Linked DNA regions of Hordeum vulgare: region 1 is linked to region 2. A link is a contact called in public Hi-C data. All regions are on one chromosome and are shown on one strand. Each heading gives the region's core, a stretch centred on a gene start, on an enhancer-like site or on the middle of the called end of the contact. The rest is flanking DNA. Distances are from core to core; before and after follow the strand shown.

Region 1 (5,691 bases), core at 2,525-5,024, 510 kb before region 2:
CTATCACATCGAACCTGGAACAAAATAATCCTTTAGATATCTATATCTATATATATATCTTTTTACTAATAAAGGGAGGTGATATTCTTGGTTTGGTTTGGCCATTAGATTTTTTCGCCCTTCATTCGGTTGGGCCGAGGATGGGCATTCGTATAGTACTATAGTACGCCAAAAAAACTTCTGCGTGGGATGGACTCGAACTCGTGATGGCAGACAACAATGCAACGTCAGTTGCCAACTTGGCAAGCCAACTCTTGCGAACAATTCCAGGTTGTATCCTATGTAAACATAACCTCGAATGAATTATATATGGAACCAAATTCACATCTAGCCTTAGGGATATATCAGGCTAGCTTCCCCCGGTTTAGGCCTCCGCCCGAGCTACTAGAGTTTCACGCGTGCCTGACACGGACTTCAGTCGAACAGCCCTCCTCTTTGCCATAAATAGCTCCCAAGCCCTCGATCGAAAGTCCGCCCGACTCAATCGCTATCTCAAGTTCCGCTCGAAATTGACCCATCCGAAGGTTCCGACCTAGTCACCACTGACTTTGCTGGAAGGTTTTGATGACGACGAACGGTTCCAATCCGGTTGTTCCCATTTTTTTGTAGGTCGCTCTACATGGTATTTTTCACGGTTTGTTTCCTAGTTGGATTCTTCAACTCCAATCCGAGTTCCTGCAGATCTCATCTCATGTTTGATGCCATGGAGCTGGACGAGGTTTCGACGGTATGGCAGCACAGCCTTCACATCGGCCTCGTGCTCTCCTTTCTGCCTCGACATCTTCCCCATCGTCCCGAGCTCAACTTCCTAGACACGCCTCCTCCGCGTCTAGAGAGTCATCGCCTCGCTTTCCTGTGACCGGCCCAGGTTCCCTCAAGCTCCTCCCGTCTCGCCTCACTCCCCTCCGGCCATCGTTGAATTCGCCCAAGTTAAAGCAACGAGGCTGGGGAACAGCCACTTGTATGGGCGGTGGGTGGGCTCGGACCTGGAGGCAGCAAATGTGGTGGTGTTTGTCGTACGACGTGCACACTGGAGCCATGTTGGACTACATCAGTGGCGCGGGTCCTCGATTGGTCGTCAGCGGCGGCATGCGGCTCAAAGACTCGGCTACATCCTTTATGGGTAAACTTCTACGCAGTTTGTTCCTAGGCAACGGAGGGGTGCATCGCTAATCAATCTGATAATTACTTATAAAGTGTGATACTCTAAGGAGCTAATGGATAGGCTTGAAGATTCCTTGCATGATACGTGCATGTAGGTGAAGGCCAAGGAGAACATGGCTGCACGGCGAGATGGGTGAAAAACTAAAGCATGGTTGCCCCTTTGCATTGACTTCTTATCTGACAGGCAATATGCGAGCATGTTCCTTACATGACCACCAATATTGTCTAGAGAGCCGACCAAAGGACACGATACTCCGTTGGCCACAGGTATATATGATATGAACATGGGGTGTGGCACGCCACCTGTTTGATGCTTTACAACTGAAGATGTTTGATGCTTTGTTTTGTTGACTGTAATTTTCAGTGACTTGCATCAATGGTGCTGCTTCAGGAGCTACTTCTCATAAAAGATACAGAGGGTTTGCTTGGTATTTAGTACTCCCTCCGCTCCTAAATATAAGTCCTTTTAGAGATTTCAATATGGACTACATATGAAGAAAAATGACTGAATCTACACTCTAAAATACGTCTATATACATCCGTATGTAGTTTATATTGAAATATATATAAAGACTTATATTTAGGAACAGAGGGAGTAGTTTATAATAATGGGTCCACAATTTTCTGTATCCTGAACAGCAATATCACTTCTTTGTATCACTAAGTACTTTATGCTCATGCTTATGAACAGAGTCATATGTGGCACTGGAGGTGGCCAAAGGACGTGGTATAGAAGTCAATATGTGAGTGAATCATATGTGAGCAACACACACCATTCAAGAGTAACAAGTAGGCTAATGAAGAGGGATAATGCAGTCTCTTCTACATCTGTCTTGGTCCGAATGCAAATCAGGAATAGAGGGAATAGTACAAAAATTTTAAACGTGAATATCACATTTCAGTATAGCAAAAGGCTAGAATTGACCCACATACTGTTGTAGAAATTAGACTGTTTACGTAGTATGAGAAATATGCAATATTATGTACTCCCTCCGTTCCTAAATATAAGTCTTTTTAGAGATTACACTATTGAACTAGATACGGATGTATATAGACATATTTTAGAGTGTAGATTCACTCATTTTGTTCCGTATTTAGTCCCCTATTGGAATGTGTAATAAGACTTATATTTAGGAACAGAGGAAGTATAAATTGCCAGAAGAAATGCTTGTTCAAAGCATGTGGAATCAGTTGTTTATTTACATGTGCATACTGGTTCTAAAGAGATAGTTGTGTAGTCTTAGTTTGTGATAAAGGTTAATAGCATGTTCTAGACAGTAAAATTTACTCAGTCACCACTTTTATGAGCAGTTGTGTTCGCGGATCTAGATTGAATTGGATGGAGAAAATAGGGTGATGGTTTACCCAGTGCAATGCACAGGTTAGGAACATTGTAATTCTGATAATTTGATAACCCATACAAGAAGTAACAGTCCTGACCTGTATCAGAGCAGCTGCTGATCGGCCAGCTCCAGCGGCTGCACCAATGGGAACAAACAGGTGAGGAAACACCGGAGTCAAAATCTCCAGCCCATAAGCTGTGTTTTCCAGAAGATCTGCAAACAGCCGCCATCCCTTGGGGTTCACATCAAAATGTCGCCCAAATTTCGACAACAGTATCTTGCTCAAGTAGCCAAGCCCATCTTTCAGCACCCAATTCACTGCGGCGGCCGTAGGAATCGCTCCTTTACCCAAACCAACTGCATACAGCAACGCCTGCAGAATACAGTTCACCGGATAGAAATACTAAATTTTACCTGGCGGACTCTAGAATTGCACATATATAACTATCACACGCGTTTACGAAAGATACCTGCGTAGAGAGCACGCCGCTGATCTGGCTAGCAACACCTTGCACGCCCCGCCACAGCGAGTAGTGCAGGTAGTCGCTGCTCACGCTGTGCGGGTATCCATCAGGCAGCAGCAACTGAAGAGCAACATCTGTGCATCGCCGCCATGACCGTTCAAGTTGCCTCCGCAGTTCGGCAAAATTAGCAGGGCCGGCCCCCGTCTTTTCAATCCCCTCTTCTTGCTTCCGCTTATCGTCTCCCGCAACGAGGTATGAAGTTCCGGTCGGGTTGGGTACGAGCAGCGTACGCGCACTGCCCCTCACCTCCCAGACGCCACCGCCGGTTGCTCCGAGGGCATCCGCGAGGGCGGATGGGATGGAAGCGAAGGCGTCGGACTGGAGGAGCAAGAACAAGAGGAAGAGCTCGGGATGGAGGGACTGAAGCCACCGTCGCCACCCGTCTCCGGGCTTGTCGGGAGGGTCTCCTCTCCCGCCTTGCCACCAACCCCCTCCTCCTCCGCCACCCCCACCCCCACCATGGAAATTGCCATCTCCGAATCCGCCGGAACCGGAGGTCGCGAGCGGCGGAAGGCGGAGATTGGCGGTGAGGCGCGGGAGGTGGCGGAAGCGGCTAGCGGTGGTGGGGCGCGAGGATGGTGGGATGGCGGCGACGACACGAGGAGGCGGGGGGAGAGGGGAAGTGAGAAGGAGGATGAGAGATTGAGACGAGGACATCAAGGAAGAATGGTTTGGTGAGAGGCGGGGTTGGGACGACGAGGCGGAGGTGTCTAGGAGGGAACAGAGAGGCGGCCGGCGCCGGCGGCTTGGAGTTCTCAAGCATGGGACCCGTCCAATAAGGGTGGCTTCGCACAGGCAAGTGACTGGGCCGCCGCCGCTAGCGAAGCGACTGCGCTGGCCCAGTTAACCAGCTCGTTTCTTTTTCCCTCTTTATTTACTTATTTTCCTTTTCTTTTTTTGTCTTATTCTTTATTTTCTTTTGTGTTTCTCATTCTCTTTTTTCTAAAAGGTTCTCTGTTTTTATTTTTCTAAAATTTCAGCAACATAATCAGCTTTTGTATTTACAAACAAAAATTATAAATGGAATTATTTTTGAATTTCTCAAGAATTTTTATAAACATAAAATGTTTTAAAACGTGATCACTTTAAAGTATATAATTTTTTTTGAAAAAGTACATTTTTTGAAATTTGTAAACAATTTTTGAACTTGCGTAGAGTTTTTGAAACATGAAGATTTTTTGAAGTAACGTGCATTTTCAGAACATGAAAAGGTAAACATATTTTATAACCTGAATAATTTTTTAAAAATTCCTGAACATCTTCAAATCATGAACATTTTTAGAAAAGGTGAACAAAAGTTGAACAACTTTTCAATTTGTGACATATTTAAGAAAAAGAGGAACATATTACGTAAAACAGAAACATTTTATTATAAAATTGTGAAAAGAATTTATGAAAAAAAGAACATTTTTTCAAATTGGTAAACAAATTTTGAACCGAGAACAATTTTCAACTTATGTACACTTCTTGAAACACGGACATTTTTTCAACTTACATACACATTTTGAAAAGGCAAACATTTTTAAGAAGAAGAACAACAATTTTCAAAATTCCCGAATATTTTCAAATCATGAATATTTGTAGAATTGGTGAACAAAATTGGAACAAGTTTTCAATTTTGAACAATTTTTTAAAGCGAAATTTTGTAAAATATTAACTTTTAGTATAAAAATGTGAAAACAAGAACATTTTTTCAAAATTGTGACCAATTTATGAAAAAAGGAAAAATAAATAATTTTGTAAATAATTTTTAAACTGGGAACATTTATTGAACTTATGTACACTTTTTGAAACACGAACATTTTTGAATTTAATATATTTTCTGGAAGGGCAAACATATTTAGAAAATGATGAACATTTTTTAAAATTCCCGAACATTTTCAAATCATGAACATTTTTTAGAAATTGTGAACAAAATTTGAACAAGTTTTCAATTTGTGAACAAAAACTTATAAAAGGAAACATTTTTTGTTAAACAGGAACATTTTTTATAAAAATGTGTAAACAAGAACATTTTTTGAAAATTGTGACCAAATTATGGAAAAGGGAACATTTTTTGAAATTTGTAAATAATTTTTGAACTGCGAACATTTATTCAATTGATGTACACTTTTCGAAACACAAACATTTTTCAAACTTACGTATATATTGTAGAAAGTCAAACATATTTAGGAAATGAAGACCATTTTTTAAAATTTCCGAAGATTTTCAAATCATTAACATTTTTAGAATTTGTGAACAAAATTTTCAATTTGTGAACAAAAACTTAAAAAGAGAAACATTTTTCATAAAACAGGAACATTTTTTATAAAAATGTGAAAACAAAAACAGTTTTTGAAAATTATGACCAAGTTATGGGAAAAGAGAACATTTTTTGGATAATCCTGCAGTTTTTTTAATATGAGAACAATTTTTTAAACATGGCATATTTTTGAAAAAATAAAGACATTCCGAAAGCAAGAACATTTTTTGTAATTCCTGATTATTTTTGGAAGCACGGACATTTAAATATAATGGTGAACAAAAGTTTGAACACGGAAACAAATTTTGAAATTCAAAACAAAAATTAGAAAATGTCAACCAAAAAAATAAGAAAAGGAAAAGAACGAAACTGAAAACAATAGCATATTTGGAAGAAAAAATAGAACGTTCTATAAAAA
Region 2 (5,704 bases), core at 2,840-5,339:
CCTCGTCGTGCGCCCGTTGTGACCGCGGAACAGTCAGCATCGGGATCTGGTGCGGATCGAGGTGCGAGTGGTGCGACATCATCACATCGGGGGTAAGGCAGTCGCTGTGGGTACTCCTAGTGCCACCGCGCTTGGTGCACTGGCATGTGCAGCTGCCGCCGACCTGAGCGGTCACGCGCCAGCGATGGCGGATGAGGGGGAGGAGAAGTACGGGAGGATGACGCTTTGGGGATGCCCTTGCCCTTGTCGCTGGCGGAGTTGCTGCCGAAGAGGCCCATTGCTAGGGTTTGGGATGTCGCCGGCGAGGAAGCATGAAGGGGGTGGTGAGGGCTAGATGTGGACGGAAGTGGATGAGCCCCCTCACCCCCGCCCTCGTCCCGCGCGTGGGTTAAAAAACCATGCTTTCACTTGCTGACTGGTGGCCTCGGTGTCGGTGGTCGTCATAAATGAGACGACGGGCGGTGGTTGGGTGGCTGCCAAGTGGGACCGCGACCGGCATAGAGGAGACGGGCAACCGTCCGCGCTGACGCATTTCACGCGCAAATTTCGGTCAAAAATGAGTCGGCGTGAACGCGAAATGAACGGCTTTTGAAAATGGATCGACGCGTTGGATCGGCGTTTTTGTCCACATGGAGCCAAACGAACATGGGCGCACGAAATGGATCGCCCGTTGTAATTGCTCTAAGATACGAATTCGACATGCCGAGCTGTAGGTGCTCTTATTTGTTTGCTCAAGTATTCAATATTTATGTGTGTATATAAGCGTGTGCGTGCAGTTGGCGCCGTAGAAGATCCAGCGAGTTGGTGGGAGTGTAATTGATCTAAGATACCCAAACCTACATGGATGCACATTTGGATCGAAAATGAATCAGCGCGGACACGAAGAGGTCGGCTTTTGAAAATGGATCGACGCATTGGGCCAGTGTTTTTGTTCACACGAACCCAAACATTCATGGACGCACAAAATGAATCGCCCCATTGTAATTGATCTAAGATACCGAATTCGACAGGCCGACCTGTAGGTGCTCTTATTTGCTTGCTGATTCGTGTGTGCGTTGATGAATAGCAAGTACTCCCTCCGTCTCAAAATAAGTGTCTTAACTTTGTACTAACTCTAGTATAAAATTGTATTAAGTTTGAGACATTTATTTAGAATGGAGGAAGTATTTAATATTTATGTGTGTATATAAGCGTGTGCGTGCTGTTGGGGCCGTAGAAGATCCAGCGAGTTGGTGGGAGTGGAAACGCGGCATACATTCGCGCGAAATCGAGCAAGTCCACCTGCACTTCCCTCCAACACACAATAGAAACATATGAACCGAAAAGATGCCCTTTTGACTTTACCTCCCTCTCCACCAACGTTGATTGTCTCCGCCTTTTTCCATGCCTTTTCCGCAACATATCCAAGCAAAATCGAACCAAGTCTTAACCGCAGCACTGCAAAAAGCCAACCCAACCCCACCAAAATACTACTACTACCAGAGGACAGGACGAGGCACAAGATGCCACGGCCACTGGAAAGAGTCATGGAGGTCGTGGGCCCACGTCACATGGAGAGGTTAGGAGGAAAGAAGGGATCGAGTGAGTCAAATAGCATACCTGCTTCTCTTTCGAGAAAAAAGAAACACAAAGTGCGACTGCTGACAGCATTTCATCTACGTACTAGTATTGTTTCAATCGCGTAATCCAAAGTCTCCCTTCAATGTTGTTGAAGAATTCGATGCCGGCTTATGTGAAACGACAGTCGATAGCGTCACAGATATACTAGAAGTACCAACAATCAGCAGGAACCTGGTTATTATTTAATTCCCGGCGTTTCTAGATGGTGGCCACAGAGTGGTAGCAGCAGCAGTGACTAGCAAGTATAATCGTCTGAGTGAGGGAGCCACAGGGCAGAGGGCCTCATGTATTGAGAAACTCTCGACAACGGTTCCAGTTCTTCCATTATGAAATAAATTACTTTCTCTGTACCAAAATAATTGTAATTATTTCCAAAATAATTTTAACTATAAATTCTGCACAACTACAATTATTTAGATATAAAAAAATAATACTACTGATCTCGGAAAAAAAAATAGCAGCGGTGCTGCATGACCAGACGGACACGAGCATAAATAAATTAGATAAAGGAAAAAGGAATTCAACACTATAAGCACCGCACAACAGCTACTTAAAGCTGGACGCCCGATTTTCAACGACACCGTTGGCGAACCAACCAAGACCAAGACGCTATCGACCGGACGTCCACACTGGCGGGTGTGGACGTAGCCAGCCGCACCGCACGCCAAACGAGCCCAAGCAAGCAAACAAACAAACAACAATCCCGCAGAGCACCGCACCGCACGAGTCAACGACGCCAGCGGCGCCGATAGGGACCACCTGCCGCTTTCCTTGACCGCTTCCGCCCACCCATCACGTCGCTGTCGAACCGGCCCCACCCGGGACCAAAAGCATTTGCCCGTTCAACCACCGGGCCCCGCCCTCTTTTGACCGCCCGGAGCCCGAGCCACGGGATCAAACCCAACTCTGAAAAACTTGTTTCACTCACTGCAGTCAAAAGTCAAAACACATCCTTCTCTTTCTCTCCGCTACCATTCACCTTTTCTTCTTCTTCAAAGCTCAAAGCTTCCTAGCACACTTGTTCTTTTACATGCTTAGTGCTACTACACTGATGCGACCAAAAGAAAGAGAAATTCTACACTTAGTAATACGGTGCTAGTAACAGTAACGAAGGGAACATGGTGATAAGCAAAGCTAAGTTTAATTAACATGCCGAGGACGACGGTAACGAGAAGAGATTTCAGAGCTCCTGGAGCGGGGTGAGCGGCTCCTGGTCCGCGGGGCTGTGCCGGTGCTCGCCCTCGTAGGTCACGATGAGCATGGAGGGGTCGCTGGGGTCGCGCTCCACGTGCTTCCGCGCCGGGCACCCGCGCACCGTGCTGCACTTGTAGTAACCTCTGCATGCATATCACCGAGCAACTGGTGGTTAGTTCACTGCCCTGCCCAGACCGGAAGATAACACCTGTTTTAATTGGCGGTAAGTTCGCCGGAGGGAAGGGAAGGGAAGGGATGCTGCCTCACCGTGGGTAGGGGGAACCCTTGATGGGCTTCTGCCCGTACTTGCGCCACGAGAAGTCGTCCGCGGGGATCTCCGCCGCTTTCGAGCTGATCGCCGGCACGCGAGTCATCCGCCGAACCCGGGACTTCCTGCGGGTTCTCGATTCATTCAGTTTTCTCGTTCAGTAGCAACGATACATACATGCATAACACCGGCAGACGAAAACGAAATCCATCACTGGATGAATCGAATCTGCTGGACTACTAACCTGCGCTTGGAGCAGTGGCAGCGGCCACCGGAGGCGCCGTACTTTCCGCCGGCGACGTTCTCAGAGTGCGCGTGGTCGTGGCACTTGCGCTTCTGGCCGGCACCGGCACCGGCACCTGTGGATGCCACGGATGACGCCAGCGGTGGCTTCCCGCAACTGGCCGAAGGTGGCGGCGGGAGCATGAGCGAGGACCCGCCCCCGCGTCCGTTTGACACGCTCCCGTCGCCGGTCACAGACGACATGAAGGATGAGCTCGCGGCCGAGACGCTGAACCCGGGGTCGTTTCCGTACCCGGAAGACGCCTTGGTGAAGTCCAACGTCATGGACCTCGACGAAGACGCCCTCACCGGCGCCGGCTCGGACACGGCGGGGCCCTGGGACTGCGCCACCACAGGCCCGCGCCGGAACCTGGCGTGACCGGTGCGGTGGTTGAGGATAGAAATCACCTTCTTGAACTTCGACACGGTCATATCAGTGATCTCCCGGCAGTCTACCTGCTGCTTCCCCTGCTCCGGCGCCTCCGAGGACCCAACCGGCGAGCTTTCGCTGGTGCCTGTCCGGGAGAGCTGCAAGATGAGGTGCTCCATCCCGCGCAGCCCCGCCGCCGCCGCCTCCTGGATTGCCACCTGCTCGTCCGCCCTCCCGTATCCTCCAATCAGATCCATGGTCATCATCGCGACCGCCTCCGCCTCCGCCTCACAAGATAAGACAGGGTGCTCGCCGGACAATGAAAATGGGGCAAGAAGAAGTGAGGGAGACGCGAGGGAGGTCTGATTATAAAACAGGGCGAGGCGGTAACCGGGAGCAGCGGGTGGTGGTCAGATGGTGGACCAGTTCGGGTCAAAGCAGAGGCCCGATCGACGGCTGGGAATGGATCCTGTGCTTCCCAGAGCAGAAAAACGGGCTTTAGCCGGTGGCTATCTCCAGCCGTTGGATGGTACGGACGGTGGGATGGAGAGAGGAAGTTGACTATGGAACAGCGTTACGCGTGGCGGGGGCACGGGACCAGTTGGTTCCAACTGCAAGGTGAGCGACCGCCTGGCGCTACGCATACGAACCGCTTCCGCCTCACGGCTCACGGACACCAGGGCCCGGACAATGAAAGGTACTGACCTTGCCCCAGTTGTCAGTGCTACTGTTACATCCTACTCCTACTACTGTACTATACACAGCTTGCAAGAGGAGACTTTGCATGAAATGATAACCTCGTGACGCTTTCGCCCCAAAAATCGAAATTGGTGGCGTGAAACAGTTATGTGAATGGTGCCAATGATGTGAGATGCTGTGCTGGTTTCGCCACCCACCTGTCAGAGACCTCCCTTTGTTGTTTCTTCATTCACGTAAGATTTGGCATGTCGTGTGGGACGGGGAGTGAGGAAAAAGTCAATGCTCCACTTTAATGCCTGAATGGAAATGCAGTTGGTTCGTGGATTCAATTCAAGGACGGGAAAATGAGCTCTGACTTTTTTTCCGCGCCCTCGCATTTCTTGGTCTCCAAAGGAAATGCGTAGACCAACCCAACTGATTTCTTGAATTCATCCAACGAGTGATTAAGACTTTCTAGTCACGGACTGAATCAATGCAACACAGAGTTTTTTTTTCCTGAGTTTTCGAATAGTGAATGCAATACTTTCTACTCACCTCGTGGTGCGCCGCGTGGCTTCGGCCCCGATCGATGGCCTGCATTTGGCGGCGGCCCGAGCATAGGACGGTGCTGCCCATCCCCTTCCTCCGCTGGATGACGTGCAAGGCGGTGCTAAGGCTGACGGCCGTCGATGTGGCGCCCGGCGCCCACATCTGGCGAATGAGGCGTTTCGGCATGCTGTCGTGGCGACGCTCCGGCGAGCCGCGGCTGTGGGGCGCGCTGGTGCCTGGGTCCCCTCCTTCGGTTGGGGGAGCTGCGCTGGTGGCGGCGAGGTGCAACTATGGATGGCTGCACGGCGGCGTCACACTGGTGGGTTCGGCGTGCAGCCGTGAGGGATGCTGCTGTCCTGGGCCTCGCGGGAGGCGGGGTGGGGGCTCCTGTCGGTGGCGCTGTTGTGGTGGCTGCGGGGGTGGCGGCATGGCAACGCTGGTGGTCTCCGACGGTGGAGATGGGCCTTTCTTGCCCGAAGGTGCGTGGGGTGGGGCTGCTATGATGCGTGGTAGGCTGTGTCAGTTTGTGAACCCGATGGATGTTGGCGGCGGCAGGTTGTCCAGCGTGCTCGGTCATGTGGCTTGAGCGAGGACGGACGACAAGTTCGGAGACGTTTTGTTGGGCTCGCTGTGGTGAGGATGGATTTGGTGAGCTCCGGGCTAAAGCCTTGCTCGACCTTGGTCGTTGCTGGCATCGTCGGCGTCCTAGGATGTCATTCCTTCTTGGAAGCGACGTTGTGGAG

The links. A called contact is a pair of places that touch in the nucleus more often than the background predicts.
Region 1: a Hi-C map of leaf shows a contact between it and region 2, with 6 times the contacts expected there. The contact joins the promoter of LOC123426414 here to the promoter of LOC123426413 in region 2. A contact is called at or near these places in 3 of 6 Hi-C or Micro-C datasets (leaf and seedling) and 1 of 1 datasets of contacts at active chromatin or transcription factors (embryo).

What each region holds. Positions count from the first base shown.
Region 1 is chr2H:400,168,645-400,174,335 of MorexV3_pseudomolecules_assembly, reverse strand. LOC123426414 (protein root UVB sensitive 1, chloroplastic) reads right to left here and starts at 3,774. Exons shown (of 7, transcript XM_045110251.1): 1 at 2,978-3,774; 2 at 2,605-2,880. The coding sequence starts at 3,688.
Region 2 is chr2H:399,654,907-399,660,610 of MorexV3_pseudomolecules_assembly, reverse strand. It overlaps LOC123426413 (WRKY transcription factor WRKY51-like), which reads right to left and starts at 4,089. Exons shown (of 3, transcript XM_045110249.1): 1 at 3,327-4,089; 2 at 3,082-3,207; 3 at 2,554-2,957. The coding sequence starts at 4,000. The coding sequence ends at 2,801.